Regions from separate parts of the Mus musculus genome. Here region 1 is linked to region 2. Evidence: chromatin contacts called from public Hi-C data. All regions are on one chromosome and are shown on one strand. The core of a region is the stretch at or near the end of the contact, and the rest is flanking DNA. Distances in the headings are between cores, read along the strand shown. Region 1 has its middle 39 kb from the start of Gm33596. Region 2 holds the start of Map4k3 (mitogen-activated protein kinase kinase kinase kinase 3).

The links. A called contact is a pair of places that touch in the nucleus more often than the background predicts.
Region 1: a Hi-C map of brain shows a contact between it and region 2, with 4 times the contacts expected there. The contact joins the enhancer-like site here to the promoter of Map4k3 in region 2. A contact is called at or near these places in 4 of 39 promoter capture datasets (the 3T3-L1 cell line, cranial neural crest, liver and 1 more), 2 of 484 Hi-C or Micro-C datasets (brain and nephron progenitors) and 4 of 115 datasets of contacts at active chromatin or transcription factors (VIP interneurons, bone marrow-derived macrophages, embryonic stem cells and 1 more).

What each region holds. Positions count from the first base shown.
Region 1 is chr17:80,845,650-80,850,666 of GRCm38.p6, forward strand. No RefSeq gene overlaps it. Among named protein-coding and RNA genes, the nearest start is that of Gm33596, 39 kb to the left of the region's middle. Within about 2 kb of position 1,477, at least 19 of the 459 cell types and tissues checked have an H3K27ac peak or open chromatin away from gene starts, as enhancers often do. A contact at or near this core is called in VIP interneurons and brain, where this site is marked.
Region 2 is chr17:80,726,152-80,731,469 of GRCm38.p6, forward strand. Map4k3 (mitogen-activated protein kinase kinase kinase kinase 3) reads right to left here and starts at 1,874. Exons shown (of 34, transcript NM_001290345.1): 1 at 1,643-1,874. The coding sequence starts at 1,738. It also overlaps the pseudogene Gm9959.

The DNA of each region.
Region 1 (5,017 bases), core at 227-2,726, 120 kb after region 2:
ATCTTTAGCATCGTCCATATGTTTACTGGCACACTGTTAAGTCAGGAGGGTGAGCACAAGCAAAGAGAAAAAGAAGGCCTGATTACTTACTTCACTTTCTGTTGCCCTAACACATTGCCACAGACTGAGTACTTTATAAAGAATAAAGGTTTATTTGACAGTTCTATAGGTTAAGAAGTTCAAGGCTAACATCCTGTGAGGTACTTCTTCGTGCAAGCCTCATCTACTGATTTCCTGGGTGGCATGGGAGATCCCTTGGGAGGCACAACATTGAGCATAAGTCTCTTCTATCTCTCTTTTCTAAGCCACCATCTTCTTTGGATTAGAGCTCCCTCCTTCTGCCCTGGGTTAATCTCAATTACCCCCCAAAATTCTAATTATACCTTCAAATATAGTCAGATTTAATTTTCATCCCTTTTTAAAAAAATACTTCCCAATGGCGATTAAATGTCAGTGAGCTGAGGTAGGGATGGATTATTGAAAGCATGATGTTAGGTATCTTGAGTCAGTGGCTACCGGAGGTGTCACCCACTTATGGGAGGTGTCACCCAGTTGCCTTTTTTTTTTTTCATCACGCACAGGGGTTTCTTCCCTGAACCTCCTCCAGTTAACTAATTGAAGTGTTATATAGCAATTTCCTTAAAACTGAATCATTCTATCCTGGGGGAAACTCATTAAGATCCAGACAGTTCCAAAAAGAGGCTGAGATGTCTCTACTTATGGGGAATCTGACACCGTCTTCTGGCCTCCACAGAAACTAGTGTTGCGTAGACACACGTGAAGGAAAAACTCTCATACCCATTTAAAGAAATGAGAGAGAGAGAGAGAGAGAGAGAGAGAGAGAGAGAGAGAGAGAGAGAGAGATCTTAGTTTTCATCAAAAATATCCATTTACTTATTGGGTTAACTCTCACTACCCCTAAGTGTCTTTTCTAGGTGAAGTGTGACCCAGGATAGGAACCCTTACGTCCTTTTGCTCTGATCTGAATGGACCTGACCTGTGGGCTTTCTGGCCTTTGCCTACCCTAGCTCACACCATTTCCTGGGAGGCATGGGGAATCACTTGGGAGGCAAATTATTGAACTTAAGTCTCTCTTTTCTTTTTCTATAAAGCCACAGTCTTGTTTGGATTAGGGCTGCAAGCTCCTGTCCTCTTAATTGCCTTCCAAAGAGGAAACCTGCTTCTGCCTCCATGCAGGGACTGACGTTTTGGGTTGTATGCGTTTGACTCTATCCCAGATCACAGACGCCCATCGATGCCTCATCCCATCAGATTTTAATGAATCCAGGTACCAATTAGATTCTCTCCTAAAAATGCACAGGCACGCATCACACACACACACACACACACACACACACACACACACACACACACACAGAGAGAGGCCATGCACACAGATATTTGGCACCTAGTAGAGGGCTTCTGGCATCTTTATCTATCACTCTCTGGCCACAAGGTGACACAATGAAAGTGTATCGCCCAAAACGCGGAAAGATGGATTTTTCTCAAGCGGATTTCATCTTCTGCTCGTTTGCACACACGGCCCTACTGAACACACTTTGGTAAGCAGCGAGAGAGGCAACAGATACAGATAAGAAAAAGCATCCCCGGGTGAGGATGAGAGTAAACGACCGCACTCTGTGCAAGCCAATTCCGTGCAGAACCATCCATCCCGCAGCCTGCAGAGGGAGTTCCCAGCCTCCATGCCAGACTTTATCACGGGAGCACGTGGGTCTCCTTTCAGGTTCAATAACTTGCGCATGACTTAGCAACTGAAACAGCTGAAAAGCTATTGGATAAGGACCAGGGGAGTGGGAACTTCTCCGAGCCTTTCTGTGTATGTAGTTCTCGGACTGTGTACGCAGTTCTCAGAGAGTCGTTCTGGTTAATCTTGGCAAGTTGCGCGCTTGAGTCTGAAGCCAACTTGTGGGAGCTTGGAGGCACCGGTCTGGTTCATCTTGCCTTGGGTCTGTCACAGGTGATGAGTCCTCTGAATAGTCTAAAACTGCTCAGAACCTCAGTGCTGTAGTCTGTAGGTGCAGAATCCCTGCGTTAATGTGTTGTCAGAGAGAATAAAAAAAAAAAAAAAAAAAAAAAAAAAAAAAAAAAGGACAGAGTCTCAGGTCCAGAGAGGAGCTGTGTTTTGTTCACAGTTGACCTGAGGAAGATTGTGGTTGAAGTGAAAACCTTCCAGGAAGGAATTAAAACTGGGCACAGTTAGCATCTCTCACCATCAAATTTAATTTAATAAACTATTGTCACTAAAAAGGGAACTGAAGCCGGGCAGTGGTGGCACACGCCTTTAATCCCAGCACTCGGGAGGCAGAGACAGGCGGATTTCTGAGTTTGAGGCCAGCCTGGTCTACAGAGTGAGTTCCAGGACAGCCAGGGCTACACAGAGAAACCCTGTCTCGAAAAACAACAAAAAACCTCCAACAACAACAACAAAACAAAAGAAAACAAAAAAGGGAGCCGAAAGCTTCTATACACACAGATTTGACATATTGGTGATAGATGACATTACACAATGTGTTGCAGGAAGGTACTTCTTTAGCCAGGTTAATGAAGTAATAGATTGTGGGGGGCTGGTGGTATGGGGGTAGGAACCAGTAATTGAGAGACAGTGATTACTCTTTCTACACAGCAAGTTCTTGGGCCCTGAATTTTGCTCTGTCCTTCCATACTGCTCTAGCTCACTGATGGCCCAGAAATCTTTTGATTTTTCTAAAAACCATTAGCTTTCCGCACTCTTTCTTTTGTTCTTCCAGCGTCTGCCTCAGGAACTATTCCATCTTTGGGGCTCACTCCCTTCTTTCCTAATAGTGTAACTATGCATTCTTCAGTTTATCTATCCATTCCTTGTAACTCAGAGATGCTATCCCAGGGCTAGTCCTTGTCTTGTAGTAGCAATGCAGTGGCTTTCCTGACACCAGTGGGGAGCTCTGGCTTCATTCCTGTTCCCGAACCTAGGGGATGCAAACTAGGTCAAGCCTACTCTCTGCTTATAGCTATTTGCTATTGTTTTTATATTTTAAAGTTACATGTATTCATTTATTTTTAGTGCGTACATGTGTACATGTGTGTGTGCGTGCACGTGTATGTGTGTGTATGTATGTGTGTGTGTGCATGCATGTGTTCTTTTAGGAGGATGCTACAGCAAGACACCACTATCTTGGAAATGCAGAACAGCCCTGACTTGGACAATTGTGACTGTGGTACCTCGTTGTGGGGATTCCCACCCTCCAGAACTATGACTATATAGCTCTTCACTTTGTAATTTACCTGGTCTGGGTCATTATACTCCAGCAGCACAGCAGGGACCAAGATGTGGACCAATTGTCCTCTGTCTTTGGTACTGTCTTGGTTTTGAAGCTGAAAACCCTGCACCTCAGGAAACCCTCTAGCTGTGGTCAAACTCAACACAATTCTAAGCGAAGTGTTGTAAATAATCCTCTGGCTGCTTGAGTACCCAGCGACGTTTGCTTCCACGTGTTTTTCTTTGTATTCCTTACAGGTAAAAGTATGATGGTGTAGAGAGGGTGTTAAATTGAATTTGGATGCAGGTGCCGGTCTGTTAGACCACTGAAGAAGCAGAGGTTCACTGGCAGGTCAGTGAGCTTCGGTGTTTTCCTCTGAACAGCATAGAGGTTAGGCTTCCTGTACTCTGGCATAGGACCCAACTTCTACAATGGTACTTCTGAAGGAATGTGATAAACTAACTCACACTAAAATTAGTACTCCTAGATAACAGTTAGTAGGTGAATAGATCAGATAGACTGTTGCAGACAATGCTAACATCTACGGCAGACACTTCTATCGTCTTCCTCTGTCCTTGGTTTTTCATGCCCATACTTTCTTTCCTTTCATCTGTAGATTAGGTATTTATGTCTGTAAAGTTTGACTTGTACAAACTCACATAGAAAATGGTAGATCAAGGATCGGGGAGACAGGGAGATGGTTCAGCCAATGGAGGGTGTATTGTGCAAGCCTTTGAAGACCTGGGTTTAGATCCCAAACACCCACATACAGCAGCTGCATGTGCGGTTCAAACATTTCATCCCGGTGCTGGTCCGTGGGTGGTCACGGGACTGAGAGAAGACGTTCCTTGGGGCTTGCTGGCTAGACAAGCTGCATCCAGGAGTTTCATGTTCAGTGAGAAATTATCTCAAAAGGAAAGGTGGAATGTGATCAAGGAAGATACATGATGTCGACTTCAGGTTTACACATGTATGTGTATGCATGTACACATACAAATAAACCACACATACAGAGAGACACACAGACACACAGACACAGACACACACAGACACACAGACACACAGACACACAGACACAGACACAGACACAGACACAGACACACACACACACACACACACACACACACACACACACACACACACACAATCAGAACTTAGGAAATCTGACTTTCCAGTTCCAACTTAAACTATTGGTCTTCATGGCTAGAGACACTGACAGCCAACATGAGAAGGTCATTTCTTTTTCCACTAAAGCCCAAGACATAGGAAATGTTGGCTATTGGAATGGTAAGTGTGTATCCCATGCTGATAAATATGGTCCCGTGTTTGAGAAATGTTTTTAGTTCATAGCAAGTCCTTGTTCAAGACACTTGCTAAAGGGTGGTGGGACCTGATTGAGTGGTAGAGCCTCCCCCACTGCTATGGTTTGGATGTTGTTCCCTGAAGGGCTATCTAAAAAGGCTTAGTTCCCACGGTGATAGTTTGGGGAGCTACTTTGGACTTTTAAGACGTGGTGTCTGAAGGTGGTCCTTAGGTCACTGGGGACACATCCTTAAAGGGATCATGAGAGTCTCCTTCAGTCCTTTCCTGGCTGAAGGCATGAAAGTGGCACTAATACAGACTCTGTCATGGTGTTCTATTCTTGCTTGGAGCTAAAGGAAAGAGGATGCCAGATCTTGGACTTGAAGCTCCAGGTTGTGAGCTACAAAACCCTTTTTCCCAATAAGCTGATTGCCTCAGGTAGTTCATTGTAGTAACAC
Region 2 (5,318 bases), core at 624-3,123:
CCCTCTTCTGGCCTCCAGGGACATCTCTGTGTGAACACACACACACACACACACACACACACACACACACACACACTTTTAAAAACGAAAGGGAAAATCCTTATCTAATTTCACCTCCCTGGCAGGACTCCCCTAAGTCCCACAGCTAGAAGGTCTATAGGAACCAGGGTCCACATCCAGGATCCCTGTGGCTGCTCAGGTTCCGTCTTTCTCAGCTTCACACTGGTGTCTGTGGCCTTCGGATCATGACCCCTCTACGTGGCTTCGTCCCCTCTCACCATTGCCCTGAGCAAGGCCTTATCATCTTCCAGATCTTGGCTAGAAGCTGCCAGACTGGAGGGGGGACAAACCCAGCCCTCTTGTTCTGTGCTAGCAACCTTTGCCAGACCCTTGACGTCCTCTCTACACAGAATACGACTGGAATGAAGTGAAACTCTGCTGTTTAATGCTGTTCTTGTCCAGGAAAAAAAAAAAAAAAGACTTCAAATAAATCTGGGTCCATTCCTGTCTTTAGTTCATCAACACGTGGCTGCTAAGTTATACACTGGAGTTATGCTCCACACACCTTTGTCAACAGAGGAAAGTGTGGTGCTATGTGATCATTCACAAAAGCCAAGCAGATCACTCACAAAAGACCTGAGGTATTGGCTAACTTACCTTATGCGTTCCATTGAGGCAAGAATAAAAAGCCCATTGCTTTAGCGTGGGCAAAAATAAAGTGAAAACTAAACTTTCCAAGTCATACTCTGGGCATCCTCAGGTGTTCTGGAAAACAGGAGCCCAACTTCAGTTACCATGTAAGTAGATAGGCAACTAAATCAAGACTGCTGCCACCTTTGGCACTATCCGCCTCCCTTCTTGGCAGACTCCGCGAGGCCAAGAGTTTTACTGGCCAGGGAAGAACGATTTATCCTCCCACATTTAGAAGCGATCCCTCTGCAACAGAAACGCTGTCCTGCTAAGGAGCTCTGAATTCTAACCTTGTCAAACCAATACTCTTCCTAGATACTCGACTCTCACACACACACAAGAAAGAAAAAGAAAAGGAAAAATATCTGATTCCTATGTGTCACTGACAAAAACAAACCCCATTATCCAATTCTTTTTGGAGGAAAAAAAAAAAACCTCGAAGTTGCTGTCTTGCCTCCAAAAACCCATCTCTTTTTACAAAACATGACTACTTGGAAAATTACAAGGAACTGACAAGCAGATGTTAAGAGGCTAAAGGCTAAAGCACGGGCAGATGTTAAGAGGCTAAAGGCTAAGCTGTCGATGGAGGCTGCCCAGCGTTAGGACAGATCCAGCAGGCCCGGGCGGACAGTAGCTCCCAGCCACCGGGGCCTATGATCCCAGGTCCCGGAGAGGCACGTAGGTTTGTCAAGCGCCAAGCCCCAGCACCGGGGTTCGTCACACAGACCCTGCCCAGGCAACAAGCGCCCAGCCCCGCTCCGCCCTCCCAGGAACGCAGCGGCTCCGGCCGCAGCCCTTCCCGGGACTGCACGCAGGAGAGCCTGGGAGGGTCAGAGACCCGCGCGTCCCGGGCACAGCTCCGGCGAGGACGCCGAGGGCTGAGGTCCCCACGCCTGCCTCTTTGTTCCGTCCCCCGCGGCGCAGGCCCCGGCTCGGCCGCCCCTGCCCTCACCTTGTAGACGTCGCCGTAGGTGCCGCTGCCGATGCGCTGGATCAGCTCGAAGTCCTCCTGCGGGTTCCGGCGGGACAGATCGAAGCCCGGGTTCATGGCGGGCCCCGGGTGCCCCCCACCTCCCTCCCGGCCCGGGGAGGGGGGGCGCTCACGGGGGCCGCACGGAGGGAGCGCCCGCGGCCGGCCCGGCTCCGCCGCCGGTCACAATCGCCCGGCTGCACGCCGCGGCCGCCGCCGACCACGACGAGCCGCCCGGCGTCCCCGCCCCCCGCCGCCGCGCCGAGCCGGGTCACACCCACCAGGAGAGGAGCGCGCCCGCAGCCCCTCGCTCGGGGTGCAGTTCCAACATGGCTTCCGCCCGCCGCTCCGCTCCGCCCGCCCGCACGCCCTCCCTCCGGTTCCCGGCCCCGCTCGCCACTGCGCAGCCGCCATCCCGGAGGCCGCGCGCTCCCGGCGGGCCCTGCGCGCCCCCGGCTCGCGCGCCCGGTCGGGACACGCCGGACGCGCCAGACTCCGGGTAACAAAGTTGGACTCGCTGCTTGTGGTCCCAGCCCCAGCCCCAGCAGGTAGTAGTTGCCACGCACAAGACGGTATTCCCCAACTTTCTAAGAGCAAGTACATCCGAGAGCCCCGACCCTTTCTTCTAGGTTTAGGGGAGGAGGTCCCCATCAGAAAGGTGAGAAAGACCCTCGGGGGACAGTGACACTTGGGCTCTTGGGGTTGGCTTGACAGGGGTGCAGAGAGAACAAGGGGCGGGGAGAAATCCGTGGAGGGAGTGGGCGGGAAGCAGTGCAGAACCAAAGCCGTGATTGACCTCTGTCCAGGGAGAAGGCTGGATTTTTCAAAGCCCGGGGCGGGGACTACGCAAGCTGTCTGACAACCCTGAGACGAGGGTGGTTGCAGAGGGTGTGGCCTGGACAGGGATCTATTCCCACACCTGAAATGTAAACACGTGACCATCCGGAAGCTACGTAGCCGCGACATTACCTGCCCAGAGCTCCACCCAGCATAAGATCCAGATAACCAGCATTACGTCCAGACTGCTAAAAGTTAGCTAAGAAAGGACTTAGGCAGTGGAAGGGTCAATGTTGAGTTCTTAGTAAACTTAACTACTACCCATTTCCAAAAGCTGTAGCGAGGTCCACTCTGGCGCTCTGTTGGATATTTTGCTTTAAAAATGCTTTTCTAATCTCTTTAGGGACCTAAAGACTAATGTGCCTTAATGTCCAATTCCTTCTCAGAAACTTGGTCTCATCAAACCTTAAAACCTTTCTATCATGTTACTTACAGTAAACTTACCTATTGACTAAATTCCCAAATTGTGTGCTCCAAACCATACGTGGAGTCATCCAAGCACTTTAGTTATCCCAAAGCATCAGATTGTGACAGGGTTGCAATTCTGCCCCAGGAGTGCACGTCACAGGATTAATTGAGGATAAACCTTAAGGCTGTGCTATCCTGAGCTCCTCGGGACGAGGCATGGTTTTCCCCGCTTCCTCCCGGTGGAAGGCACTTGCAGGGGCTGAGGAGCAGGCCTGCCTTCTGCCTGTGCTGTGGGCGGAGAACTGTTTGTCTTCTTTAGGCTAAACAGGCAGATAATTCTGGATTCAGATAAGGAAATGGAAGTCTCTCAAAGCAGGACCTGCTCTGCTTGCTTTCTCTGCCCTTTTGTGCTTTAAAAAAAAAAAAAAAAAAAAAAAGCCAAGTTTCCAGGACTGAAAGCCATTCGGCTTGCACCAGAAAGTTCTAATGGTTTCACTGTTTTGTTTGCTGGGATTATCATCTCTGCAGATAACCGAGTGTTTGCATCACTAATAGGCTTCTTTCAAAGGGAAAAGACATTTCAGTGGGGTTGGAACAGGCTTTCAAGTTTTGTTTGTTCCATTTTGGCAAGGCTTAACTACTTCTTCTCCTTTTTTTTTTTCCCCAGAGAGACAGATTTTCTTGTAAGGGCTCGATTTGCCACATGGGTTAGGCCATAAATAAAAAGGTCTTTTGTAATTAACTGCTCACAAGGAATGAAAATAATTTGTTCCTTTGGGGATCTACCCATACTGGTAAATACAGTGCTCTCTTACCCTTCCCCCAATCTACCTGGCCTCTACTTCCCTACAAGTTAATACTCATGATCAGACACTTGCTTTGAATAAGAGAAAGGACTTCCCGCTTCTGTGATTAGAAACATTCTTAGAAACCGTCTGGGTTTCACTCTTAGATTGACTGTTGCTTGTGTAGAGGCGGTCACCTTATCAGTAGATTAATATGGTGAGTGGAAGTTCACAACATGAAAGAAACAGTATCTTCCAGTACTGAGTGCTTACGAGGAGCCAAGAACTTTCCACATATTATCTCATTTAATTCACAGAGCAGCCTGATAGCTGAGAGCGTATTATCTCCTTTTTATAACATCCCAGGCTAATTAAGCTACTCAAGGTCACATAAGAAAGCTCAGCTTTTACAGAGGCTGCTTAATAGCAAAGGCTAGGTCCAGTCTGCTCTACCAGTCTGTTCTGTTTCTATAACATATTCCACCATATTCTCTTTCTTCTTACAATAAACCATACATAATCTGTGTGATGCTTTTTTTTTAATTAAATTGATCTGAAATGACTTAAGCAATAGATATGCGATGCTGGTGGTAAAAGAACACAGAAAAGAAAAGCCAAAGCACCTGCCACCCAGCAGTGTGTGACGTCACAAACAACCCAGTCAATACATGGCTTAAGAAATGAACAGACCGAGCTGGAAAGATGGCTCAGTGGTTAAGAGCACCGACTGCTCTTCTAAAGGTCCTGAGTTCAAATCCCAGCATCCACATGGTGGCTCACAACCATCCGTAATGAGATCTGACGCCCTCTTCTGGTGTGTCTGAAGACAACTATAGGGTACTTAGATATAATAATAAATAAATCTTAAAAAAAAAAGAAAGAAATGAACAGACCAAAGAAATACAGATAGCCAATAAACATGGAAGAGAAAATGGCCGCCTTCACCAAAGTGCAAGTCCAAACTACTCGGAGATTCCATCTTACCCCAGTCAGATGTCAGTCAGCAAGAAAAGAAACAGCACGTACTGGCCCTTGTGTGCTGTGGGAATGTAAGCGTAGTCCAACCTCTCAAAATTGGTACGGAGGTTTCTCAAGAATCTAGACGTAGATCTACCATGTGACCCAAAGATTCCAAATTAGCATAATCACAGAGATGGCTCCACACTTTATTTTTATTGATTATTGCAGCGCGATTCACAATAGCTAAGTTATGGCACCTGTCCATCAAGAGAGAAATGGGTAAGGAAAATGTAGCCTATATACACAATTGAATTGGTTTCAGCCATAATGAAGACTGAAGTTAATGTCATTTGTGGGGAAAATAGATAAACTGGAGACAGAAAGCCAGTCTCAGGCAGACAGTATATGTTCTCTTGTTTGTAGTTCCTGCATTATATATAGTCACAGAAAATCGTGTGTATTTATTAAATGAAAGTGGAAGTGAAGTTGTCTAGGGGAAAGTAGAGGATTAGGAAGGGGAGGGGCAAGAAAAGGGAAGGTGGGGGTAATAAGGTGGTATATGCTTGCCATACAGTATACAGCCATAGAAAAACAAAAAACAACCAGAAGCATAGAAGCACAGGGGACCAGCATAAATACACTCTGGAAGGTTGGGGACTGATGCTAAA